Regions from separate parts of the Rattus norvegicus genome. Here region 1 is linked to region 2. Evidence: chromatin contacts called from public Hi-C data. All regions are on one chromosome and are shown on one strand. Each heading gives the region's core, a stretch centred on a gene start, on an enhancer-like site or on the middle of the called end of the contact. The rest is flanking DNA. Distances are from core to core; before and after follow the strand shown. Region 1 has its middle 22 kb from the start of Pfdn1. Region 2 overlaps Pfdn1 (prefoldin subunit 1).

Region 1 (6,537 bases), core at 3,146-5,645, 68 kb before region 2:
GAACGAGAAATTGAAAGGAAGTTGGTTTGGTGCCTTCATTTAGATGGGTCAGGGTCAAAAGAATGAGAGTCTGGATGGATTGACAGGGTGATGGGGAGCTGGCCTAGGGTATTTAAGTGACTGTGGAAAGGGACTGCTGTGAGCAGATCCACTTTGGGGAAGATGATTCAGGTCAAAGAAATGGAGGAGAGAAGCATATGAACTTAACATACATGGAAGCTGAGACACAAAGAAGGAGAGTGAATAATGATCTTCAGTTTGAGGCTTGTATGCTTGGGTGGAAAGTGGTGCCATCTAATGAGAGGGGCTATACAGTGGGGAAGAGGTCAGGGGTAGGGCGTGTTTCACTGAGCTAAAGAGCAAGGGCAGCCTTGGGCACTTAAAGTCACAAGTGGCGACTGCCTTGTAGGTTGTGATGTCCAGGGCACAGCTGTCAGGTTGTAAAAGCTACGTCCAGAGCCTTGGGGGGAGGTTTCTGGGATGGACAGGGGTCATGAGCCTGAAGAACAAGATAGGGTATAATTCAGATAATACCAGCAATCCTCAGCTGTCCATCCAAAAGCTCTCCCACCCAAAACAGGTGCTTCTGCCAGGTGCAGGGATTCACACCTTTAATCCCAGCCATCAGGAGCCAGAGGCAGGTGGATCTCTGTGAGTTAGAGGTCAGCCTGGTCTACAGAGTGATTTCCAGGACAGTCAGAGCTACGTCATAGAGAGACCTTGCCTCAAAAAAACCAATTAAAAAAATCTCATTACAAGTTGGATGCCCTTTTCCAAGGAGAGGCTTGGGGACCCAGGTCCTTCTCTGCCATTTCTGTCGCCTTGGCTTGAAGTATTGGCTGACAGGGAAAGAATGTAGGCAACACACCAAAGGTCACACCATCGTCGTACAGGAGGAATGAGAAACTGCAGTTATCTGGATGGCCCTGAGAGAGAAGAAATGGCTTTGCCAGCCCCTTCCCTCTGGAACACAAAGGTACAGCGAGGGATACCTGAGCTCTGTGATTTGCATGGACTCATTTCCATACAGGGCAGAGAGAAGGAAAGACAAATCCCTTTTCTCCTTCCTCCTTCCCCCACCTGCTTTAAACCTAAGAAGGAGAGAGGAGGAAGACCCAAACCACTCCCATGTGCTCTGCAAATTGAGCAGCCTCTCAAGATGGAGCCATTCCCGGGCTGGGGTTTTAGCTCAGTGGTAGAGCGCTTACCTAGGAAGCGCAAGGCCCTGGGTTCCGTCCCCAGCTCCGAAAAAAAGAACAAAAAAAAAAAAAAAAAAAAAAAAAAGATGGAGCGATTCCACTGAGCAGGCTGTGTTGACCAACCTTTGCTCATCTGCGTCTGCTTGCCATCCATGCTCCCTGCACTTCCCTTCTCCCCAAGTTGTAGCTGTGATATGTTGGGAACAATGTTCTAGAAATGTAGCAGTAGACTGAGCCTTCCCTATATTAATTTAACTGTCTCTCTTACTCCAATGTAAGTTTCAAAAGTATAGTGTGAAGGCTGTGGGTGTGTCTCAGTGAGTGGTATATTGCTTGCCTAACAAGCACAGGGCCCTGGGATTGGTTCCCAGCATGGAAAGGAAAAACGTTTGCAAAGATTTGGGACTGCAAATGTAGCTCAGGTCCTAAGTGCTTGCTTAGCTTCCAGGAAGCCTTGCTCGGCTGCATCCCAAGCAACACTAAAAGCCAGATGTGCTGGGGCCGCTAAAATGGCTCCATGGGTAAAGGTGATTGCCAGTGAGTCTGAGGGCCTGAGTTTGATCCCCAGAACCCACATGGTGGAAGGAGAGAACCTATTCCCACAAGTTGTATCCTGATTCCATATGTGTGCCATGCTGTGAAACCCTCCCCCCCCCCCCCCAAATAAATAAAACAGGAAAGATATCACACTCTGTGAGTTAGCACTTGGGAACTGAAGATAGGAGAATCAGAAGCAAGGGTCATCTTCAGCTACACAGCAAGTTCGAGGCTAGCTGGGCTACAGGAAACTGTCTCAAACAGTAGAATCCATGTTTTATGTTACCCAAGACGGTATCCCTAGACCCCAGATCAGTGCCTACCATCCCAGAGGAATTTTAGGAAAAAAAAAGTCAGATAAATGAATAGTTGAATGAGGGCCATTGTGGGCATTCACATCTGAGCGCTCTTTAAGAGGAAGAACAAGGAGCCAGGCTGATGGCCCAGTGACTTCAAGAGGCCAATGACTGTCTTCCCAGGGAAGACACTTTACACTTAGAGTTCTAGGTGTCCCGGAGATGTAAGAGTATATTCAGAAGCCAAATGCGAAACAATGCAAAGTGAGCTGGCCGTGCCTGCAACTCCAGCACCGAGGAGGCTGAAGGGCCATCCTGGGCTACGATGAGAGACCCTGCCTTTAAAAAACAAAAAAAGGACAAGGAACAAAGAGAGTTCAGAATGGCCGTGCTTAGAGGGCCTGGAGGGAGTGCAGCTGCTCCGTAGCTCTGTTGTTCAAAGCTTCTTTCACACATAGCCCGTGCATTTTAGGTCACCATTCAAGAGGAAAGACTTGACTCTCCTCTAATTATTCTAATCTCCTCCAGTGAGTCTCATCCAATTTTCTCAGTACATCTGAACTGAGGTCAGAATTATAGATCCCCTCTGTCTGATTCTACTTTCTACGCAGAGACTAAAGTTTGGGGTGGGAGAACATGTAATCCCAGCATTTGGGAGGCGGAGGCAAGGGGATCACCAAGAGTGTGAGTTTGACACCAGCCTGGGCTGCAGAGAGAGAGAGAGAGAGAGAGAGAGAGAGAGAGAGAGAGAGAGAGAGAGAGCTCATCAAAGACAAATAAACAAACAGGAAGACTAAGGGGATGTCATAGAGCACTCAGCCTGCAAGTGTGAAGACACCCAATCCAATCTAGAGCAAGTGAAAATGATAGGTTAGTCCCCAGCGTCTGTGTCATGTGGTTCACAGCTGCTTGTGACTCAAGCTCCAGGGGATTGGATAATCTCTTGTGGTCTCCATGGTGGGCAGTCAAATGATACACACGTAAATGAAAAAAACAAAACAAAACAAATCTTTAGGGATGGGTACAGTGGTGCACACCTTTTAACTCTAGCATTTGGGAGGCAGAAGCAGGTGGATCTCTGAGTGTGTCACAAGCCAGGTCTGCAGAATGAGTTCTAGGAGACCTAGGGCTACAAGACCTTGTTTATTTGTTTGTGTAGAGAAGGAAAGCAGCCAGGTGTGGTGGTGCACATTTGTAAATCCCAGCACTGGGGAGGAGTGCTCAAGAAGACCTGTGAGGCTCAACAGCAGGTCAGCTTAGCCTAATTGGTGAGCTCCAGGCTACCAAGAGATACTGTGTCAAAGGAGATAAAGGGTGATCCCGAGGATGACACCTGAGGTTGTCTTCAAACTTCCACATGATTGTAAACACATGCATTTAAAAAAAAAAAAGGAGAGAAAAAAGAAGGCCTAGTGGCACACATGTAGACACGGGCACTTGGAAGGCAGAACTAGGTCATCTTCTGTGGGGCTGGCAAGATGGCTCAGTCAGCAAAGGTGCTTACCACAGAAGTTTGACAGCCTGAGTTCAAGCCTCTGAGTCACATAAATGTGGAGAGAGAGAGCTGACTCCAGAGAGTTGCCCTCTGACCTTCTGACCTCCATATGCACACCATAACACATGTACATATTATAGACTCACACAGGCAAGAACAAACGTGAGTTCAGGCCCAGCCTGAGTCACTTGAGTCCCTGTCTCAAAAGAACAACAGATCGGGCCCTCAAGGGATGGCAGTTAAGAGCCCCTGATGCTTTCCCAGAGGTTCTGGGTTCAATTCCCAGATACCACATGACCCATAACAAAGATCCCAGTCTTAGATTAGCTGCCCTCTTCTGGCCATTGAGGACACTGCATGCAAGTGGTGCACAGACACACAAGCATGCTAAACATTTAAATATATAAAAGATAAAAATCTCAAAATAAATTTTATTTGTTTTGTTTGTTTGAGACAGTGTTTCTCTGTGAGGTCCTAGGTGTCCTGGAACTTGTTCTGTAGACTGGGCTGGCCTCGAACTCAGAGATCAACCTGGACTAATAAAAAAAAAAAAAAAAAAAAAAAAAAAAGCCCTAGCAAGCGCAAGGCCCTGGGTTTGGTCCCCAGCTCCGAAAAAAAGAAAAAAGAAAAAATAAATAAAAAAATTAAAAAATTAAGAAAAGCAAACAAATAAAACAGATGGGGTAGAACATTTTTCTAAGGCTTCATTTGGTTATGGCAGCAGCTCAGAAAGTTCATCATTATAAACAAGGAAATCAAATGCTAAAAGAAACTAGTATCAAAAGTGTGGTGGTTTGAATAGGAATGACCCCTATAGGCACAAATATCTGAATGCTTGGTCATTAGGGAGTGGTGATACTCGAGACAGATGAGGAGGTGTGGCTGTGGACTTTGTACAGGCTCCTGCCCAGTCAACATTTCACCTCTAAACCGTATCCCCAGTCGCTTACTTTTAGGTGTTTTTAATTGAAAGGTTTTCGATATCTATTTATGTATTATTTACTCATGTGCACGAGTGTTTTGTATGTGCATCGTGTGCTTGCCTTCCTTCCTTTTTTTAAAAGCCAGTAATGGGGGGAGGGAGACATGGTTCAGCAGGTAAAGGTGCCTGATGGCCGAAGTTCAGCATGTGGGACCCACGTGGCAGAGGGAGAGAACCAGCTCCTGCAAACAGCTCTTTCTGACGACCATGTGTGCACAGTGACATGGGCACTCACGTAAGTGTAATAAAAATAAAATAAATAAAGCCTGAAATGAACAGAACAAAGTGAAATTCAAAACTAATTACACAGTTGGGCATGGTGGTGCAGACCTTTGATCCCACCACTGGGGAGGTGGGGGTTGCTGGCTCTCTGTGAATGAAAAGCCAGCCAGTCAGGTCTACAAAGTGAATTCCAGGACAGTCAGGGTTACACAGAGTTCCTGTCTCAAAAAAAAAAAAAAATAATTGGGTTAGAGAGATGGGTCAGTGTTTGAGAGCTCTTCCATAGGACACAAGTTCAATTCCCAGCACCTACATGGTGCCCACAATCACGCATAACTTCAGTCCCAGATTATCCAACATTTTCCTCTGGTCTCCACTCATATCAGGCATGCATGTGGTATACAGATATACATGCAATTAAAATACCTACACACATAAAATATCAAAAACAAACAAAAACAACCACAAAAAGATGCAATTGAACACAGTAATAGTGGTGGCAGGAGATGGCCTCTTACTTACGAGCATTTAACTGTTCTTGCATAGGACTGAAGTTAAATTCCCAGCCCTACCTATAACTCCAGTCACCTTCTAACCTCTCTGGGCATCAGGTATATATGGTGTACAGACATACATGTAGGTAAAACACTCAAACACATTAAACAAACAAACAATCAAGCCCCAAACCCCAACAGTGATAGAACTGGGGTTGCAGCTCAGCTGTACTTGGTTGGAGCTGAGCATGTTTAAGGCGCTGCTTCTACATTAAACCAAGCGTGTTGGTGTGTGCTTAGGATCCCTGGGCTTGGGAAAGGAAGCAGGTGGAACATAGCTCAAAGACTATCCTTGGCCACATTATGAGTTCAAGACCAGCCTAGGCTACATGAAGTCCTGTCCCTCACCAATATATATCATGAAGAAAAACTGTAATGTGTTTTACAATAAGACAACTGGGGGACTGAGACTCAGCTAAAGAGTCAGCTAAAGTTTCTGTAAGAAAAGACCACTGAGTTGAGATCCACAGGTTGTCAGTGACCTGCTAGAGGCAGGAATGTTCTAGAAAAGGACTCAGCATATAGAAAACCTAGACTCACAGGGTAGTGGTAATGAACACCTTTAGCCTTTAATTGTCGGCGCCAGCACCGACCTGGTACCGAGAATCGGGCGAAAGCCTACGGGATGAAAGAAACACACATACACACACACAGGTTATCGTGTCAAGCCAGGAGAGGAAGAGAGGAAGAGAGAGAGAGAGAGAGAGAGAGAGAGAGAGAGAGAGAGAGAGAGAGAGGAAGAGAGAGGAAGATGGGAAGGAAGAGTGAGAGTGAGGAAGAAGAGTGAGAGGAATAGTGAGAGTGAGAGGAATAGTGAGAGTGAGAGGAATAGTGAGAGTGAGAGGAATAGTGAGAGTCTCCTGTAGCTTTATTCACCACTTATATACCCAAGTCTCCAGGTAGAAAATAACTGGGAAGCACAGTGGGAAACCCTGGCTCGTGACTACCTGGCTCGTGACTTCGGTAACAAAAGACCAACTACGAGACCTGAATTAATTAGGGAGAAATCTCAGAAGACCAGCCTAAATCTCAAGGATAAAGGCTGAGGAAGTAAAAGGCAGAAGTGAATTGACCACCACCCAGGTGTGGTCCAGGTGTGTCAGTTCCACATGCATCAGCCGGGCTCAGCAGAGGTCATGCAGTGGAGATATCGGGTGTTTACTACTTGGTCTTTTCTTCCTGTGCCGTAAATACATGGGAGAGGCCTCTGTCCAACAATCCCATGACTTCTTAACTGTGGCCATGCAGTTAC
Region 2 (6,387 bases), core at 1,337-3,836:
TTGCTGAAGGAAAAAGTAGGCAAAGCTGTTCTGTGAGTGAGCGAGCGAGTGGATGAATGGGAAAACGAGTGAATGGAGACTGACATGGCCGTCAGCTCTCACTGAATCTTACCACCCCGGAGAGAGGTCAGCACATTACAGCTGCTGAAGGGCGGCCTTGTGTGTGTCCCTAAAGGCCAACTGTGCCCTGTTACTTAGATCACACCACTGGTCTGCATGTTGTCGACAGCTTCTTTTGTGCTGCAGTTGCAGACAACCCCATAAAACCTAAACTATTTATTATCTGGCCTTGTAGAGGAAAAATGTACTGACTCCCGGTTTGGACCGTAGCTCTCACACTTCAGCAGGTTTTGGAATCACTGAATGGCTGTGGAAACACAGATTACTGGACTCAGCCCAGTGTCTCTGATTCAGTGAGCCTTGGTTCGGGTACTTCCGACAGCCCCCTGCTGATGCTTGCTTCTGGGATGGGACCCACATGAGAAGCACTGCCCTTCAGGGCTCTTCTTCTATGACTCTGTTAATCCAAATGTCCCTGCCTGTATCAGTGCCAGCTAAACCACAGGATTTCTGGGGTTCGTCTTTACTGGTGATGGTTCTTTGAATGAAGCTTGTTGGTGCCATTTGCTTTGGACAAGTTGTCCCCACTGCCACTACATTCCTGTAAGCTTTCTTTCACCCTTGTCTTTCCCAGAGTGTCTGATAGACCTCAGCTTAAATGGAAGTTGTCAGGGAAGGTCACATAGCCTCAGAGAGACTGAGGGGCTGGCTGGCCAGTGGTTTGGAAGAAGAAAAGGTGCTAGGCCAGTGTGGCACTTTGTCATGGTGGATTGGGTTGAACAGGGAGCAGGGGATCCAGCTGCTTTGGTGTGTGACTCCACACAGGAGCAGCATCAGCTTCTCTGCAGGAAAACCACACTGTGTCTGCTGACTGAACAAGTTCTGGGCTCCTGTCCTTCAGCCCAACAGCTTCCAAGGGAGTCCCTAACGTTGCTTCTAGAAGATGCAGGTACTGAACCCTGCTGAGACAAGCAGTTGCTTGCTTTCTTTGAGCTTGTCCTTCAGTGCTGTCGTGCAGTCACCATGGATCCTGGCATCTTCAGTGGGGGTCACAGATGGTCAGTACCTGTTTCTCCCATTAGACCCTGACTTCCTGCCCTTGTGATGTTGTCTTCTTCAGCTCAGGTCATAGATGTCCTTGCTGGGTCACAGATGCTCCCATTGGCTGCAGCGGCCTTTCATTTTGCCTCCTGACTTCCTGTTCATGCCTTCTGTCTGTTCCGTTTGCTTCTCACCCTCTTGCTTTCCACATTGGTTTCCTGTCTGCCTAGATACATCCCCTTCCCTTTAGCCATCGCGGCCTTTCCCAGCTTTATCGTGGTGGGCAGCTGCCACCCCCTGACCCGCTGCACTTCTGAAGACTGAGAGAAGTCAGGAATCTGCTGTGTATGTGTGCGCATGCTTGTGCGTGCACACTAGTGTGTATGAGTGTGGGTGGAGGCCAGAAGTCAACATCGGGTGTCCTTATTAGTTGCTCTCCACCTTATCCTTTGAAGCAGGGTCTCTCAGTGAACCCAGAGCTTGTCGATTTGCCTGCCTGCCTGGCCAGGGGGTCCAGGGTCATCCTGTCTCCTGCTGTCTACTGCAGAGATCTTAGGCATGTGTTGTCGCATGTTGTATGTGCTGATAGTCCATACCACCAACTGAGCCATCTCCCCACCCTTTAATATTATTTCCTCTTCTTCCTCTCTCCCCCTCCCTCCTCCTCCCTTCTCCTCCTCCTCCTCCCCGTCCTCTTCATCTTTTAAACAACAGGCGTGTGCTAGGTCCATAGGCATGTAAGACTGTACTTGTTTCTCCCACTCTTGACCTGGTCAAGGGACAGCGAGGAGAAAGCAGCCTTTGCCTCCAGTTCTCTGACTAGTAGGAAACCTGAAGTCGGCAGATCCCTGGATTCACCGTAGAGAAAGTGTTGAGTGTGTTGGCTGTGGAAAGGACAGACTCAGAGCAAAGGGGCTCTGAGGACAGGAGCCTCCCAAGTCTCTGATGTAGAAGAGTAAGGCAACCCTGTCTGTTGCTCCTGCAGTTTGGATTGGAGGCACAGGGTAGCTAGAGGCCTGTTTTGGTCCCCCCCATCTTTCCTCGCCCCTTATCACCATTTTGTTTTACTTTAATGTTTGAGAGTCTGTGGCTGAGGGAGAATGGAGTGGCATAGAGAGGAGACATGTCAAAACCCTAGAGTGGAGGATTAGAGTGAAGAACCCAACAGCTAGTGTGGTGCTGCACACATATTCCCAACACTTGAGAGGTTGAGGCAGGAGGATTGTGAGTTCAGAGTCATCCTAGACTAAAAAGCAAGCTACATGGTCTTGAAAGAAAAGAAAAAGAAAGGAAGGAAGGAAGAAAGAAAGAAAGAAAACCCTGAACCTTCTTTTTATCCCCAAGGTACAAGCAGGAAGGGGGAAAGTGCAGGTTTAGGAGAGAGTTCCTAAGAGAGAGAAGCCTGCATGGAGTCATGGGGGTGTTATCTCAGGAGTCTAAAAGATCGCGCTGTGTCGGGAAAGTTCTGGGTGCTTGAACCTTGTCCCTCTGGTGAGACTGAAAGCCAGTTTTGGATGTCTCCCATGTGGGCAGTAACTTCAGCAGTGGCACCTCCCTAGCTATGCTGAGCCTTGCAGAAGTCTCAGAAACTCTTAATCAAAAGAAGGTCCCACAAGAATGTCACTGCACCCAGAGCTCTGTGGTTTGATGGAACCAGAGAAGGGAAGGGTTGTGAGGGAACTGTGTGCAAGGAAGGAAGCCGCTGCAGCAAGGACAGCACATACCTTTCCCTGGATTGCTGTAGGAAGGTGGGCTCTGGGGCCCCTGGAGCTTACAGGTGACCATTGTCCGGTGCAGTCCACAGAAGCTGAGAGGCTGGCACCAGATCCCAGTCTAAACTGTGGGAACTTGCAAAGGTTTGCTTTACAGCTATAGCAGTTGACCTGGTTAAAACCTAAGGGCCTGCTCTGTTGTGAGATCAAGGCTCTGAGGTCTCTGTTGGCATCAAAGAAGTTTTAGTTGTAAATTTCTATATATCCAGGGGCAAGAGGGTAGAGGCCAAAGCCCAAAGAGGAAAGCCATTGTGAAGCAGTTGCTCTCTGCCTTTGCTTCCTCTGGTGCATGCTCCCCAGTTATTGAACTTGGGAGGGAAACAAGGACAGTGAACAGACTCCCGAGATGCTCTTCCAGCGAATGCACCACATGCAACTAGCATGAGTGCTGCTATGCACTGGCCGTCCTAGACTCTAGGACCCAGGCGTGGACAGAACCAAATGCTGCCCACGAGACATTTCCCTCTTAGATAAGGTGACACTCGAGGAAGGCCTGGAAGAGCTGGGTTTGGGAAGTGGTTAGACCATGGGGTGGATGGGATTGGTGCTCTAAGGAAGCAAGGAGCTCATGTGACACTTGAAGGGTACACTGTGAGCCTGACAAAGCCACCCAGATTCTGAATGGCCCTGGCCTGCAGGACACTTAGGTTTAAAGCCACCTCGGCTGTGCTGTGTGCCCTTAGCAACCACAGACTCAGTGGCTCTGGTGTTTACAGACTGAAGGCTGTCGGACAGAAAGCTCTGAGTACAAAGGGAAGACCCCAGCCACAGTGAGGAAGTCAGAAGACAGTCACTTCGTGAAGGTCTGGAGACAGGGCTAGCAGGATGTGACAGGCTCATGGATGGCACACCAGTGATGGCTTTGTGTAGACCCAATGCAAGAATGGAGCTGCTGTTCCAGAAAGGGAAGGCAGGCCCTGACTTTGTGATCTGCGTAGGATTTAAGTACAGAAGTCAAGGGAAAAAGGCCAACTAACGCTTGAGTCCTTCATTTTCTTTGTCCTTGTGATGACTTTGTTTGCATTTTGGTTGGGTTGGTTTTCTCTCAGTTGTCTTTGAGAGTAGTACAATCCCAGCATAAAAATGTTTAGAGACATTTGCCAATTGATGTGACCAGAGGTACATGGTCCTTTAGGTCTAGAAGAGCTTTGGTATGAAGCGTTTGTAGACACACCTCTTCTCATGTTCTGTGTTGATTTCTTAGCTATACTCACTACAAATTCATAGACTGGAAAAAAAAAATCTTTTCCCATTTCCTGGAGGCTGAGTCCAGAACTAAGGTGTTGAAGGGCCGCAGAAAGATGCTTGCTTAGCTCTTCCAGCTTTCTTATAGGCCGACCATGCAAGTCTTAGAGCACACATGGCATTCTCCCTCTGTGACCTTTACATCCCCTTCTTTCAAGGACATTAACTGGATTTAGAATCCATAATGGGATCAAATCTGGAGACTTCTGTTCCTGATTAAGAGTGTGTTCAGGGGTAGCAGGGATCAGGTGGTTTCCCTTACAGCATGTCTGGATTGGATATCATTTGGGCTTAGTTATACTTGATGCCGAGACAGGAACTATTGAAATACTTAGGAAAGCTCCATTATTAAACTACTTATTTTTAAAGAATTGTCCACTAAGTTTATTTAAACTGAAGATTTAAAGTTTTGGGTTTGATGGCACATACCTGTAACCCCAGCACTTGGAAGACTTGAGGCAAGAGGATTACTACAAGTTCAGAGCCAGCCTAGGCTACACATAGAGTACCAGGAAAGCTCAGGTTACATGGGAAAATCCTGTCTCTAAAAATAAAAGCCAACCAGACAATGAGACTTAAAAGCTTACTTATGCTATCTTTTTAAAAAATACTTTCACATATTGTGTTTTGTTTGCATGTATGTATGTATACTATATGTGTTCCTGGTGCCCAAGGTATTGGGTCCCCAGGAACTAGAGTGAGTTATGATATGGGTGCTAGGAACTAAATCTCGATCCTCTGCTAGGAACTGAACCTCGATCCTCTGCAAAGAGCAGGCAGTGCTCATAACTGCTGAGCTAGGTCTCTAGCCACCATTCTGCCGGGTTGTTTGTTTGTTTTGTTTTTAAATTCAAGGACTTTGGGTTATACTAATATAAAATTTCTGAAAGACTGAAGGAAGAAATGCTGTGAAATATTGTACTGATGCTGGGATTATAACCTGCATTTGTTTGGAAACCTGGGCAGGATGAAGTGGCCCTTGCTGTTATTCTAAGTTTATGGTTTTGTCATCTATGACAGCAGTTTTGTCAGAGCAAAAGCAACAGACCCAGGTCCCTGGGCACTAGCTATGGCTGGGAGAGCTCTGCTCCTCTGCTAGCTCTTCTCATGAGGCTGGGTCCAAGTTGCCCAGGTGGCATGTGGAACTATGACTGCTATCCTATATGGGCACATTCTTTAGTGATGAGCCAGCAGTTATCAGTATTTGCCTCTTAAACTCACAAGTAAGGGTTGTTTATCAAAGGAAGTTCAGTCCCCACTCTATCACTGTGATAGGCCGTATCAGGGTTAGCAGTGTACTTAAGCAAAATTCCATAGCAACAGTACACATTTGGTGCTGCTGAATTGTCACAGTCCTGATGGCTTTTATGGCACTCCTGGTGTTGTAAGGAAGTAGGTGCAAGTTGGCAGAAGGTAGATGAGTCAGGGTCTGGGCTTTTCCTGCCCAAGAGGAAGTTTAATTGGAAAGTCAGGTTAGAGAAGGCTCGCACAAGAGCTGGTACAGATTTGTGTCTTGCTTCTGCAGAGCGAGCCTTGGAACACATGGTTTGAGAGCTGTCTGGCCACAGTAGGAGAAGTTTAAGGCAGAGCTTTGGTACAAATGACCACCTTGTAGATAGGCTCTTTCCCTGTCTGTTCCCTTCATGTCCCAAGCAAGCAGGTCCGGAAGATCTGTCAAGCAGGTTGTGATGCTTCTAGAAGCACAGTGATGTGTGGCCCACCAGCCCTCCATGTACACTTTCCCTGGGTCATGTAGGCACTTTTGTGAAATGTGGAGGACACTGGTGGCACCTCCTTGGCTCTAGCAGCCCCAGTGCAGCTCCTTCAGTCATTGACCCTGGGAGTGGTTCCTGGTATTCTTTGAAGACGTGTACTATTCCTCTAATGGGCACTTCCTGTCTGCTAGATGGGAACACAGCCACAACGTTGTTCCTTGGGCAGGAGCCTGTGGTAAAGCCATCATGCTTTTGGGATGAGCACAGGACAAAAAATGTATATACATCATTTCCTTTGACTAATCTTTGTGGTCCCAGTCCTGATGTGGCTTCAGAAAGTAGTTATGTTTCTTTGTCGAAGTTTAGAGTTTAATTTAGGACAGAAGGTGAGCTTCCACAAGCCTGCTTTACCCATGTGTCATTGTTCTGGATTGTGGCAGCAGCAGATTCATTAGGAAAGCAGTTTGCACTCTGACTCATCTGCCTGAGTGAGATGTGCAGAGACTGCTCTGGGCCCACTGGATAGCGTGGTGCATGCTGTCTGCTCTGTCCAC

What was found. Hi-C and Micro-C count contacts between places; a contact is called where the count stands out from the background.
Region 1: a contact with region 2 is called in a Hi-C map of liver, with 2.4 times the contacts expected there. The contact joins two enhancer-like sites. A contact is called at or near these places in 2 of 12 Hi-C or Micro-C datasets (liver and mammary epithelial cells).

Annotation. Positions count from the first base shown.
Region 1 is chr18:28,359,364-28,365,900 of GRCr8, reverse strand. No RefSeq gene overlaps it. Among named protein-coding and RNA genes, the nearest start is that of Pfdn1, 22 kb to the right of the region's middle. Within about 2 kb of position 4,395, at least 4 of the 93 cell types and tissues checked have an H3K27ac peak or open chromatin away from gene starts, as enhancers often do. A contact at or near this core is called in liver, where this site is marked.
Region 2 is chr18:28,289,275-28,295,661 of GRCr8, reverse strand. All of the region lies in intron 3 of Pfdn1 (prefoldin subunit 1), which reads left to right. Among named protein-coding and RNA genes, the nearest start is that of Pfdn1, 49 kb to the left of the region's middle. Within about 2 kb of position 2,586, at least 3 of the 93 cell types and tissues checked have an H3K27ac peak or open chromatin away from gene starts, as enhancers often do. A contact at or near this core is called in liver, where this site is marked.